2 separate regions of the Zea mays genome follow, and region 2 is linked to region 1. The links are chromatin contacts, called in public Hi-C maps. All regions are on one chromosome and are shown on one strand. The core of a region is the stretch at or near the end of the contact, and the rest is flanking DNA. Distances in the headings are between cores, read along the strand shown. Region 1 holds the start of LOC541626 (ferredoxin). Region 2 has its middle 38 kb from the start of LOC541626.

What was found. Hi-C and Micro-C count contacts between places; a contact is called where the count stands out from the background.
Region 2: a contact with region 1 is called in a Hi-C map of leaf, with 6 times the contacts expected there. The contact joins the enhancer-like site here to the promoter of LOC541626 in region 1. A contact is called at or near these places in 6 of 25 Hi-C or Micro-C datasets (bundle sheath, ear, leaf and 1 more).

What each region holds. Positions count from the first base shown.
Region 1 is chr3:149,354,697-149,361,515 of Zm-B73-REFERENCE-NAM-5.0, reverse strand. It overlaps LOC541626 (ferredoxin), which reads left to right and starts at 2,180. Exons shown (of 7, transcript NM_001111381.1): 1 at 2,180-2,772; 2 at 2,857-2,990; 3 at 3,079-3,157; 4 at 3,251-3,342; 5 at 3,443-3,520; 6 at 3,632-3,929; 7 at 4,056-4,409. The coding sequence starts at 2,415. The coding sequence ends at 4,123.
Region 2 is chr3:149,393,915-149,400,129 of Zm-B73-REFERENCE-NAM-5.0, reverse strand. No RefSeq gene overlaps it. Among protein-coding and RNA genes, the nearest start is that of LOC541626, 38 kb to the right of the region's middle. Within about 2 kb of position 4,474, at least 15 of the 20 cell types and tissues checked have an H3K27ac peak or open chromatin away from gene starts, as enhancers often do. A contact at or near this core is called in bundle sheath, ear, leaf and 1 more, where this site is marked.

The DNA of each region.
Region 1 (6,819 bases), core at 931-3,430:
CTTAGATGTTTTGTCCCCAGCGGAGTCGCCAAAAAGTATATTGACGCCTTTTCGGAGCGCCAAACACTCAACAAGAACCGTGGCGGTGCCCTCTGCACAGGGGCGGACGGTCCGCGCGCAGGGGCCGGACGGTCCGCGGCCTGGTGCGAGGCGCGGTGGTGCTCTCTGCGCAAGGGCGGACTGTCCGCGGCCTGGGGCCGGACGGTCCGCGGCCTGGTGCGCTGCTGGGACTTCTGCCTGACGGCCGGACGGTCCGCGCCCTGGGGCCGGACGGTCCGCACGTACGCAGGGACGGCGGAAGATCGCCGACGGCGCCTGGATCTCGCTCCCGGGAGGGACCCCGTCGGGGAGTAGAGATCCTAGGTGGTGTCTAGGCTCGGGCAGGCCGACCTAGACTCCTCTAATCGACGTAGAGTCGAGGAGAGACGGAGAATTTGGGGATCGAGTGGCTAAACCTAAACTAGACTAGAACTACTCCTAGGATAAAATGCGAATGAAAGTTGTATTGATTCGATTGTTGATTATTCCAAATCGGCCGTAGACCTCTCTATTTATAGAGGAGGGGGGCTAGACCCTTTACACAACTGATTCCGAGCTAATCCCGCGAATATAGCTAACAACCGTAGCACAAAACTCGGAACCCTAATCTGTTCTGCGCACGTGCGGACCGTCCGGCCCACAGGCGCGGACTGTCCAGACCGCGGACCGTCCGGCCTCAGGGCCGGACCGTCCGCAACTCTCTTTTTTGGTTCGAACAGCATGCATGTACAACTAATACATGAATACATCAAAAGCAATTTTAGATGAAAAGTGCTGAGTTGCGTTGCGTTGCGTTGCATGTTTGTGGCCTGGACGGGACCGGGAGCCGGCAACTGGGCGGACCGGGCGGCAGGGTCTCAAAAAGAAAGAAAGAAAAAACGGTTTTGATGCGCTGCTGGGTCCACTCCACTTTCAAGAAAAACCGGTTTCTAGTTGCCTGGCGGAGCGCATGCATGTGATTCTCAAATCGCCAAAGATGTCTGTCTTGTAGCCGACCCAGCCACTTGCTGCTCACCTCGTCTCTCTTCCACTCGTCTCCTCTCCTCTTGCAATACATACATAACACACCCAATCCTCTCGCATCCTCTCCGGTATCGAGGTATGTCTATCGCGTCAATCTATCTGGCGCGACAAGGTAGATTTAAGGGGTGTTTAGTTTAATGAATCATTATATCCAAATTAAGATAGTGCATTATGGGTTTATTCCTCAAATTTAGTGGGATAACCTCATTCCCCATATTAGTACTAACTAACTAACTATGAGTAATGAGGTGGTGATGGATCAACTTATTCCAATCCACAAATCTAACAAAAATATTGAAGAGTGAGAAGATAATGGACTAGCTTATTCCTCAAACCAAACACCCTATTAGGGTTTGTTTGGTCCTAGGAACTAAGTATTAGTCCATCTATTTTAGTCTTATTTAATCCCTAAATTGACAAAGAGTGGAAATAAAACGGAAAAAACTGTTGTAGTCCCTAGTCCTTAGTCTCGTTTAATGTGTATTGAATGTTTTTAGTCCCTAAAATCAAACATGATAAAAACTAAGGTCTGTTTAGATCTCATGTGCTAAACTTTAGCAAAATGCTGAAATTTAGCACATCTTGAGAAACTTAAACTGTTATTATTGGATGCTCAAGTTTATCTTCACTTTTAGCAGTTATTTTTTGGATGACCGAGTGCCAAATTTAGTTAAAAAGTATAGTGCTAAACTTTAGCACCATTGATCTAAATAGACCCTAAACTTTAGTCGAGACTCGACTAAAGAAATCAAACGAGCTTTTATCACAACAGATCTTGACACAATGAAACAGATGATATTTATAAGAATAAAAACACAGTTAAAACTAGCTTTAAATTTTCTTTCAAAAAGTTTTAACAAAAAACCGATATTTATAAGGATCAGTCCAGATACCCTGTCCCCGTCAATTCCCGTTGGGGCGTTGCATACATCGCCGTCGCCGCCTGTCTCGTATCGTACCCAACCGACCCGACCCTGTAAACCCTTTTTTCCCTGCGTTTGCTAGAGTCCACGACAGCAGCGTACATGGCCACGTAGCGCCGCCTCATTGGCCTGGAGCACTGCTAAGCTGTCAAAGAGGGGGGAGAGAGAGAGAGACAGACACAGGCAGTGAGTGGGCAGCAGCCACTCGCTCTCCCCACCTCGTCTCTCTTCCACTCATCCCCTCCCTCGCCCCTTCGCCTCGCCTCTCTTCTTCGGATCGAGCAGCAGTACTGCACTGCATGCCGCCGATACAAATCCCATCCTCTCCCTCCTCTACTGCACCTGCACCACAGTAGCTAGCTAGCTATCTTTGCTACGGCGGCTCTGTAATCTGGTCCACTAGCGCTCCATTCGACCCCACCCACAGCCATGGCTGCCGTGACCGCGGCGGCCGTCTCTCTGCCCTCCTCCTCCTCCTCCCCTGCCGCCGCCAAGGCCAAGGCGTCCGCGTCCGCGTCCCCGTCGTCTCCATGCGGCCACCTCCAGTTCCCGCGGCGGCACGGCGGCCCGCGCGCGGTGCGGCTGCGCGTGCAGGTGTCCACCACCGAGACCGCGGAGGCGGAGCCGGTCAAGAAGCTGGAGAAGGTGTCCAAGAAGCAGGAGGAGGGGCTCGTCACCAACAAGTACAAGCCCAAGGAGCCGTACGTCGGGAGGTGCCTGCTCAACACCAGGATCACCGGCGACCAAGCGCCCGGGGAGACGTGGCACATGGTCTTCAGCACAGAAGGTAGGTAGCTTACCTAATTAGTAGCAGTAATCTAGTGTTAGTTAGGATAAGGTAAGGTGATGTATTGGGTGGTCGTGCATGCAGGCGAGGTCCCCTACAGAGAGGGCCAGTCCATCGGCGTCATCGCGGATGGCGAGGACAAGAACGGCAAGCCGCACAAGCTCAGGCTCTACTCCATCGCCAGCAGCGCCCTCGGAGATTTCGGCGACTCCAAGACGGTGAGCCAATGATTAATACAAATTAATTAATTAATTATATGTATGTATCACCATTAAGATAGCTATGGCAACTTTTGTTGATGTGCAGGTGTCGCTGTGCGTGAAGAGGCTGGTCTACACCAACGATCAGGGGGAGGTCGTCAAAGGAGTCTGCTCGAACTTCCTCTGTCAGTTGTCTAGCTTTAATTTCCGCCATGTCTCAGTTCTTCCATGCAGACTAATATATTATATACTAAGCATATATATACATACTAATGCAGGTGACTTGAAGCCAGGCGCTGAGGTGAAGATCACAGGGCCAGTGGGCAAGGAGATGCTCATGCCCAAAGACCCCAACGCAACAATCATCATGGTGAGTAGAGTTAGAGTCAGCTCATCCATCCATCTAGCTAGCTATCCCTCCATGAAACCGCTTATCATCTCGCACTGGTAAATCCTGATGTGTTCATCAGCTCGCAACGGGTACCGGCATCGCTCCGTTCCGCTCCTTCTTGTGGAAGATGTTCTTCGAGGAGCACGAGGACTACAAGGTCTCAAACTCTCAAATAATTAATCAAACAACAACAGAGACAGACAGACAAATTGATGAAATGAACTAATTAATTAATGAACTGAATCTATATCCAACATGATATACATAGTACACCGGGCTGGCGTGGCTGTTCCTGGGCGTCCCGACCAGCGACACCCTGCTGTACAAGGAGGAGCTGGAGAAGATGAAGGAGATGGCGCCGGACAACTTCCGGCTGGACTTCGCGGTGAGCCGGGAGCAGACGAACGCGGCCGGGGAGAAGATGTACATCCAGACGCGCATGGCGGAGTACAAGGAGGAGCTGTGGGAGCTGCTCAAGAAGGACAACACCTACGTCTACATGTGCGGGCTCAAGGGCATGGAGAAGGGCATCGACGACATCATGCTCGACCTCGCAGCCAAGGACGGTAAGCTGTCTGTCATCGCTCTTGTCCTTCGTTTTTGTGCTCGATATGAACAAGTAGCTAGCTAACTAACGTAACCTTTCTTGCTGCATTGGTTTGGTTATCATCATCATCATCATCATCCGTCAGGGATCAACTGGTTGGACTACAAGAAGCAGCTCAAGAAGAGCGAGCAATGGAACGTCGAAGTCTACTGATGATGATCCTTCATTGTATTGTTCAGCTCAAGCAATCTGGTGGTGATGAGTTTGCATTGCATTGTACGTAGTATTGCGGAGATCAATCGAATCGTTTGGCTCGTCGTCATTCTATCGATGTACATACATTATATATGATGAAAGACATATATAATCGTTTCTTTCAGGAATTTGTTGTCTCTCTGCACGTGAATTTGTTGCGAGAAAGAAAGGACACACATTAGCCTTTTCTTTATTAGGGCAATTATGAATTATACCCTTCTCTGATTCTGATTTTACTTTTTTCAACTTTGTGATTTCACCTTTCTGTTTCGACAACGAAGCTATCGTTTGCCCTTCCCTCTTAACACCATTAGCGAAAATCACAAAGTTGATAAACGGTGTTAGTGAGAGAGATAAACGGTGGCTTCATTTTCAAAATAGTGAGCTAAAATCACAAAGTTGATAAACGAGGAGTAAAATCACAATTACAGAATTAGAGAAGGGGTATAATCACAATTGCTCCAAGTAGAGGTCTGAGACCGAGAGAAGCGTGGAAGCTATAACAAACACTTCGGAGAATTCAAGTATATTCTAGATCCAAATTCACTTCTTTTCCGACGATAAACCTCTGTCAAACAGTATCCACCACAATACAATACTCCCTCCTGTAGCGGCAAGCGCGGTACTGCTTGCATTGCATAGGTGGGTTGCATTGCATCCTTGCAGCAAAACGACTGATGGATGGCGCACCACATCGTTCGTATATGCTTCTAAAGCATCCATCCACCAGAATACCAGATGCAAGAAGACACCCGGGTGCAGCCTAGATCCCCATCACACCAGATGCAAAAAAAGACATCCGCATGCAGCTACATGTAACGATCCCATTTAATGTTATATAAAAATTTCTCTCTTTTTTTTTCCTGCAATAGCCTCTACACATCACGGCCTAGAAATTATGAATTTGGGCCGTCTCTACGAGTCATATGATTTTTTTTCACGAGAAGCACGTAATTCGTCAACCTGTTCGTTTGGGTTTAGTCTATATCGAATTCTACTACTCCTACAATATTTTTTCTCTGTATATTATAACTGCAGCAGCAGTACAAACAACTAGCTTTAATCTGAAGCCAACAACTTACGTAGCCGTAGGGGCTCACATCACGCATATCTCCCCTAACACAACCTAAGTCATATATGGGGTGTCTGATTTCTAAAGACTATTTTTAGTCTCTCCATTTTATTTTATTTTAGTCATAAATTATTAAATATAAAAACTAAAATTAAGTTTTAGTTTCCGTATTTAGCAATTTAGAACCTAAAATGAAATAAAATGACAGGACTAAAAAATAGTCTCTAGAAACAAACACCCAATGTTCATCATCCTCATTTTATTATCGTCCAATTTTGCAATGAGTATTTAAGATCTTTAATGAATCCAAATAAAAAGGTTTTTGACGGGGCCGTCATCGAGGTTACTAGACTATTTGGCGCCCACTTGCGCGCCCTACAGTTACAGGTGCAAGTATCATTCGCTAGAAGCTTAACCAAAGCTATAAATAGCACAATATTATCTCTTGTTACGATATAAAGAAATAAAGCACAAATAACACACGGCACAATAATATAAAGCCGTTGCTGTAATAGTTAACAACTTCGCAAACTTAGCGGATATGTCCAGAACATATATTACCATCCTCACTGGACCTGGAGCAAAAAAAAAAAGGTCAGCGGACAGTTGATGGCATGAAAATATATGTATGTTATGACCGGCATCAGCGCCAAATTATAGATAACTCCAACAGTGAGCAGCCATATTGCCCGGTCATTTCCATTCTTGTATTTTACATGGTCCATGACAGACTTGTTGTTTACAACAAAGCAGCTAAAATGGTTGTGGCTGTTGGCCCAATTAGCTTTCTCGCCAAATCACCTGGCCGCTGCCCGTCGATTCCCTCGCGTGGTTCGAGCTGACGGTTGCTTCCAAAAGGAATGGCTGGCGTGCCTAGGCTAGCTAATTTATCGGTTCTCTCTCCTCCCATGTAATTTGGCTGGGCTGGATAGTTGGGCTATTGGAGCCGCTACAGTACTAAATGACTAGGTAAATTAGCTTTGTATTGCCAAATAGCTGCCCTGTTGGAGCCAATCTTAGAAGCTATTAGATAGGAGTTAGATACATATAAGATAATAAGCTATTAGATAGGAGTTTGTTAGATAAGATAAGATAAGATGAGAGGATGGACTATTAAACAACTCTGTACAACTCTATTTGAAATGAAGCAAAAGCACATATTTGTCGACGACTTCCCTCCGGGAGCCGGGAGCCCTAGTCGCCACCCCTTCTCCCTCCTCGCCCTTGCAACCTAATCCCATGAACAGCACTCGCGAGTACTACAGCACCGGTGTTGTAGTGCCACCTCTCGCTCTCTCTCGCCAACAGCCACGGTATCTTTAAACCATACCTAGCCATGCCCTACAACGTCTCATCCCTACAATCTACGCCGTCTCCTTGGTAGGGACTCCAATCCTATCGGTGTATCTATAATAGATTTCAAAAAAGGCAAAAAAAAGGATTATAGGCTAGTTAAGACACTAAATCCAAAATTGATAACCATCATTGAGACTAATCTAAAAGACAGGCAGTTCAGCCATATGCAAGAGTTCGGTACAATCAGACTTCTGTCACCTATAGGAATCCCCTGTAGATGTTTATG
Region 2 (6,215 bases), core at 3,225-5,724, 36 kb before region 1:
GGCGTGAAGACAACGCGCCCGTGTTCCGTTCCTCGAACGGCTCGCGCACGCGCAACGGCCGCCCCGCGAACCACTCGCCCCGTCGCATTAACTCCGTGGCGGGACAGGCGGCGCCTCTGGCAGGAGAAGCGAGCGACGTTTCGCCTTCGCCATAATGACCGCGTCAAAAAAGGTACGCCGCGTCGTTCGATTTCGTATCATTTTCCTTTTTTCCTCTTTCTCTCTCTTGCAACAGGGACCGGGAAAGGGGGATACCCCGAAAAGGATCCTTCTCCGTGAAGGAACCAGGCTTCGAGCCTCCCTACTGATCAGAGGTTCGAAGGCTGGCCCCTCGGAAGGGTTCGACGGCCGCCTCAGATCGCGTGGGCTCTACACCCACTACTGGTCAGAGGTTCGAAGGCCAGCCCCTCGGAAGGGTTCAACGACCGCCTCAGGCTACTCGGGCTCCGCGCCCACTACTGATCAGGGGTTCGAAGGCTGGCCCCCGAAGGGTTCACAGCCGCCTCAGACACAGAGCGAGGGATGACCATGGGTACGTTCGATACATAACCAAGGCTCGGGCTGCGCTCTCGAGGTACCCTAGGACATTTCCGAGACCAGCGGGAACGATCTTGTAACGGAATCCCATCGGAGGGAGGCATCGAGCCCTCGGACCCCGTCGCCAGGGGACCGGGTCCGGCAGATCACCCACAGGTACTTTTGGTCGCGCCTCTGGGCCCCTAGCCGACCCCTAACGAACGGGGCACGGACGTCCACTCGGATTACCCGCCTGCAGCTCACCGGAGACACCATGTTCGGCGCCCATCAAGGGCAACATGGCGCTTTCCCCCCCTCCTCCTTGCGGAAAGGCGACACAGGGGCGTATGTAAAAAAAGTCGAGTCTGTCCCTGATCGCCCTCTCGCCCTGTGCAGAGGCTCGGGGGCTGCTCTCGCAAACCCGGCTCCGGCCGAACCGTTGACAGCGTCAACATACCAGCCCGAGAACTTGGGACCCGACCGTACACCCGGGCTACGGCCAGCTCGCATGAGGGAACGACCAGACCAGCCGAAGCATTGCGCGAGGCATTAAGACCTCGGAGGAGTCAAACCACTCCTCCGAGGCCTCGGGGGCTACACCCGGCGGGTGCGCTCGCGCGCACCCGCCGGAACAAAACGCAACCGAGAAAGGCTGGTCCCCTTGCAAAAAAGTGCGACGAAAGCCTCCAAGCGAGTGCTAACACTCCCTTGAGGCTCGGGGGCTACTGTCGGGGACCATAATTAGGGGTACCCTCAAGGCTCCTAATTCTCAGCTGGTAACCCCCATCAGCATAAAGCTGCAAAGGCCTGATGGGTACGATTAAGTCAGGGATCAGTCCATTCGAGGGACTCGATCACGCCTCGCCCGAGCCTAGCCTCGGACAAGGGCAGCCGACCCCGGAGGATCTCCGTCTCGCCCGAGGCCCCCCTCCAGCGGCGAACATATTTCCGGCTCGCCCGAGGCCCTGTCTTCGCTGAGAAGCAACCCTGACCAAATCGCCGCACCGACCGACCAAGTCGCAGGAGCATTTAATGCAAAGGTGGCCTGACACCTTTATCCTGACGCGCGCCCCCCTAGCCGACAGAGCCGAAGTGACCGCCTTCACTTCGCCGCTCCACTGACCGGTCTGACAGAAAGACAGCGCCGCCTGCGCCGCTCCGACTGCGGTGCCACTTGACAGAGTGAGGCTGACAGGCAGTCAGGCCCGGCCGCAGGCACCATAGGAAGCTCCGCTCCGCCCGACCCAGGGCTCGGACTCGGGCTAAGCCCCGGAAGACGGCGAACTCCGCTCCGCCCGACCCAGGGCTCGGACTTGGGCTCAGCCCCGGAAGACGGCGAACTCCGCTCCGCCCGACCCAGGGCTCGGACTCGGGCTAAGCCCCGGAAGACGGCGAACTCCGCTCCGCCCGACCCAGGGCTCGGACTTGGGCTCAGCCCCAGAAGACGACGAACTCCGCTCCGCCCGACCCAGGGCTCGGACTCGGGCTAAGTCCCGGAAGACGACGCACTCCGCTTCGCCCGACCCCAGGGCTCGGACTCCGCCCTGGCCTCAGCCGACGGTCTCCGCCTTGCCCGACCCAGGGGCTCGGACTTGACCTCGGCCACGGAAGATAGACTCGACCTCGGCTTCGGAGGAGCTTCCACATCGCCCAACCTAGGGCGTAGACTGGCCACGTCAACAGGAGGCGCCATCATCACCCTACCCCGAGCTGATTCGGGCCACAGGGAACAAGACCGGCGTCCCATCTGGCTCGCTCCGCCAGATAGGCAATGATGGCGCCCCGCATACTCTGTGACGACGGTGGCTCTCAGCCCCCTTACGGAAGCAAGGGGACGTCAGCAAGGACTCAACAGCTCCGACAGCTGTCCCTCCGCCAGGCTCCAGCACTCCTCCGACGGCCACGACATCACACCAGCTGGGTGCCAAAATCTCTCCGACTGCCACGACGGCATGTACTTAGGGCGCTAGCTCTCCTCCGCTAGACACGTAGCACTCTGCTACACCCCCCATTGTACACCTGGATCCTCTCCTTACGCCTATAAAAGGAAGGACCAGGGCCCTCTTAGAGAGGGTTGGCCGCGCGGGGACGAGGACGAGACAGGCGCTCGCGTGAGGCCGCTCGCTCCCTCTCCCGCGTGGACGCTTGTAACCCCCTACTGCAAGCGCACCCGACCTGGGCGCGGGACGAACACGAAGGTCGCGAGATTTCCACCTCTCTCACGCCCATCTCCGGCCACCTCACTTCCCCCTTCGCGCTCGGCCTCGCGTCGACCCAAATGGGCTGGGGCACGCGGCGACATTCACTCGTCAGCTTAGGGACCCCCCGGTCTTGGAACACCGACAATTAATGAGTCAGCTTGGTTGTTAACGAGTCAGCTCGTATCTTAAATGAGTTATATGTAACAATTGATGAACATGTTATATGTATGTGTGATGTCTATGGTCTATAAGTTAAACTAATGATTGATGAACTTTGTCTATGTGTTAAATTGGTCTGTGCGAATATAATTGTGGGTTAATCTGATGGATATGTGTGTGAATTGTGAATTGATGAGTTGTGTTAATTTGGTGTTATATTGTTGTGGTATGCGAAACTATGAGTATAATTACTATTTTCTATTGTTAAAATAGTTTGGAATTAACTAGAAATTGATTATTATGTATATATTGTTTTTTCTATTCTATCTCGCAAGCTAAACGAGACAACTTAACGAGCCGAGCCAGCTCGAACTCAAACGAGCTGAGCCGAGCTGGCTCGATATCGAGCCCTAGCTGCATGCGGCCATGCACGCGGTCATGTCCTTGTCTTCTAGAACGTACGAAAAACAGGGGCTGACCCTCATCGCCGCGGGCTCATCGCGGGCGCTTCTCCGGCATTGGCGTGCTTGCTAGCGCGGGCACGAAAACTTCTGTGGGCGGCGCAGCCTCCGAGGTGGAAGTGGTTCGCCGGGCGAGAGGCTCAGCACCTCAAGTCTCTCCACGACAGTGAGGTCATTCATAGGGTCCATGCCACGCTGGACTCCTTCCTTCCGGCACAGGCACGACTGCCCGTGCGCGGCATAGTCCCGACATGTGTGCCTCAAGAGCGGGTGCGCGGTCAAGGCCTCGGGTGCGGCGTGTGGCCGTGTGCAGCGACAGTTCTAAGCATGCCTTGGTTTCTCTTCAACGAGAAGAGAAGATTGGGAAAAAAATTGCATATGACATATCGTGCCATTGCGTAGAGGAATCGAAGATTGTCGCGTAGAACAGTTCGTCTAGGCCAAAGAAACTACCGTCTTGATAGAGAGTTGATGCAGATATGATCTCGCAGCAACGTCGAGATAGAGCGTACTGATAACGTGTTGAGAACTACGTTACCGTGGATCAACAGATCCGCTCCTTTTCTTCCCATCAGCAGATCAGGCGCGATAAGTTGTGGAAGATCTATATCCTTTCCGAGAAGAATGACATAGGAAACACGTGAGAGACAATATGTGGGGTTGGGCTTCTAGTCTCTTTCTATTCTCTATTTCATATGAGATGGTACAAGTTTTGTATAGAGAGATGTGATACCCTCCGAGTTATATTTGGTATGAGCCCACCAAACCTTAGGGTATGGTTTCTTAACAAAATCAAGCCTAATAATAAGACTTTTAATACAACTCATCTAATTATCATGTCTATATAATATTTCAAACGTCAACAGTCTCATCGTACTAACCTTTTTGTTGTTGTTGTTGTTGAGACGGTTCATCGCTCTAACTGCAACAAGAAAGTTCCTAGTACTATGTTGCAGACTGTGCTGGTCCATCGAATTCGAATGTCTGTCTGAACCATGACGAGAGCGAACTGAAAGTCTGAAACTGGCCTTGGGCCAGCTGCCTAGGAATGGATTCCCGACTCCATCCCGAGCTTCTTGACTCACATACGGGCCTTAGTTGAGCTGAGCACACGGCGAAGTCTGGAACGCCAACTGGGCCCCTATATCTTAAAGAAGGCCCAGGACCTATTATTTTGCACGGACCGTGCAACCTTATAAGTAGAGGTAGAACATAGTAATCTAGACGCCAGCTCCTCTTCTCCAACCATCTCCACCATCGCCGTTGTCTGGCAAACATGTCCCTACTCCTTCACACCCGAGCAGCAGGCTGCCGGCGCCGCAGCGTTCACGTCCGTCTGCCAGACCTGAGGCATCGTAGCGCCGAACCAGGCCAAATTCTGTGCGCACTGCCTCCGCGCGCGCAACGCCATCGCGGAGACCGTGATGGGCATGGCGGATCGCGCTACTCGACATCATCAGCATGCGCCTCGCCGTGATGGGCATGGCGGAGTACGACCAGTACAGGTTTGAGCCCCTGCTCAGCAGCCGCCGGCTCGTGGAGTACGTCGTGCTCAACATGGAGCTGGAGCTGGAGCATCGCGTGCTCGGTGTGCTCGGCCCGATGGACCCGATCGCATTATGGGCCCAGGTCGCCCGCGCGTCGGACTTTGGCAAGAACGACACCGTCTTCTCCGCGAAGGCGCGTCCGCGCGTATCGGCTGGCAGCTGGAGCCTGGGGACCATGTGGCATGTGCTAGGGTACGACCTCTGCAGCGTCAGCTCTTGCAACAACCACGACCTGGAGAGCTATGGGCAGCGCCATGAAGATGATGCGGGGGCAGGACGGCAGCGCCAGCGACCGAAGCTGCGCTGAGATTGAAGAACTTGCCATGGCTATCGGATGCATTGAGCTGAATCCGTCCGACGACAATGAGCTCGATGAGCTGCTCGAGGATCTCTCCATTTGATCGGTCGGCTGTGAGTTGCATATGCATGCTCGATCTGATTGCTTTATCGCATCTGGATGTGTCGTTTGAATGCTTTATCCTAGTTGACCATAAATTGCTTATGCACTTTAGTGTCTCGTTGTCAGATTAAATTTGAAGATCTTTAATTTGATATATAATTCAATCCATTATAGCCAGGGCGGACCCAGCCAAAAAACTAAGCCGGGGCATACTTCTAGCCCCATATGAAATTTAGCTGAACATGTACATGAGTGAGGGCCTCTAATTTTCTTGAGATAGGACACTAATGGTGAAAATTTGTCTACTAACTATAGTTAACAAATTTTGAGCCGGAGCCTGTGCCCTCGCTGAGACCAACATGGGTCCGCTCCTTATTATAGCTAGAGCAATATGCTTAATTGTTACTCCTTCCATCCCAAATTTAAATTCATTTTATCTTTTTATATATTCATACAATAGTTAATGTATGTGTTCTATATGTTTACCTAAATTTATTGTCGTCCACATGAATATATACATAAGCTAAATGATTGCTATTTTAAAATTGAGGAAGTACTATCTATCTTTTGGACTCATGTTTTGGGTCCCAGGCCAAAATAACGCACTCTTGGCCTGTTGGGTGTAGAGAAGCCCAAAGTAAGCACTTTTTTTCTAATGAGCTAAATTTTAGTCATTTTACGAGCTACAGATGTAAACAGAAAAAGCTAAAAGTCACTAATTAAAATGATAGTCATTTCTGTTTATTTGATGGTTTCTAAACTTTACTCACTTATTTTTAGCTCATGGGATATAAACATGTCCTTACATGGATTGATAACTTAGGTAGTGTTTGGATGAATGGATGAGGAAGGATGAAGAGAGGGATGAGGTGAGATCATTCTAACTTAACTCATGTTTGGTTTAGAGGTCCAGAGTCAGAGTCAAGGAATA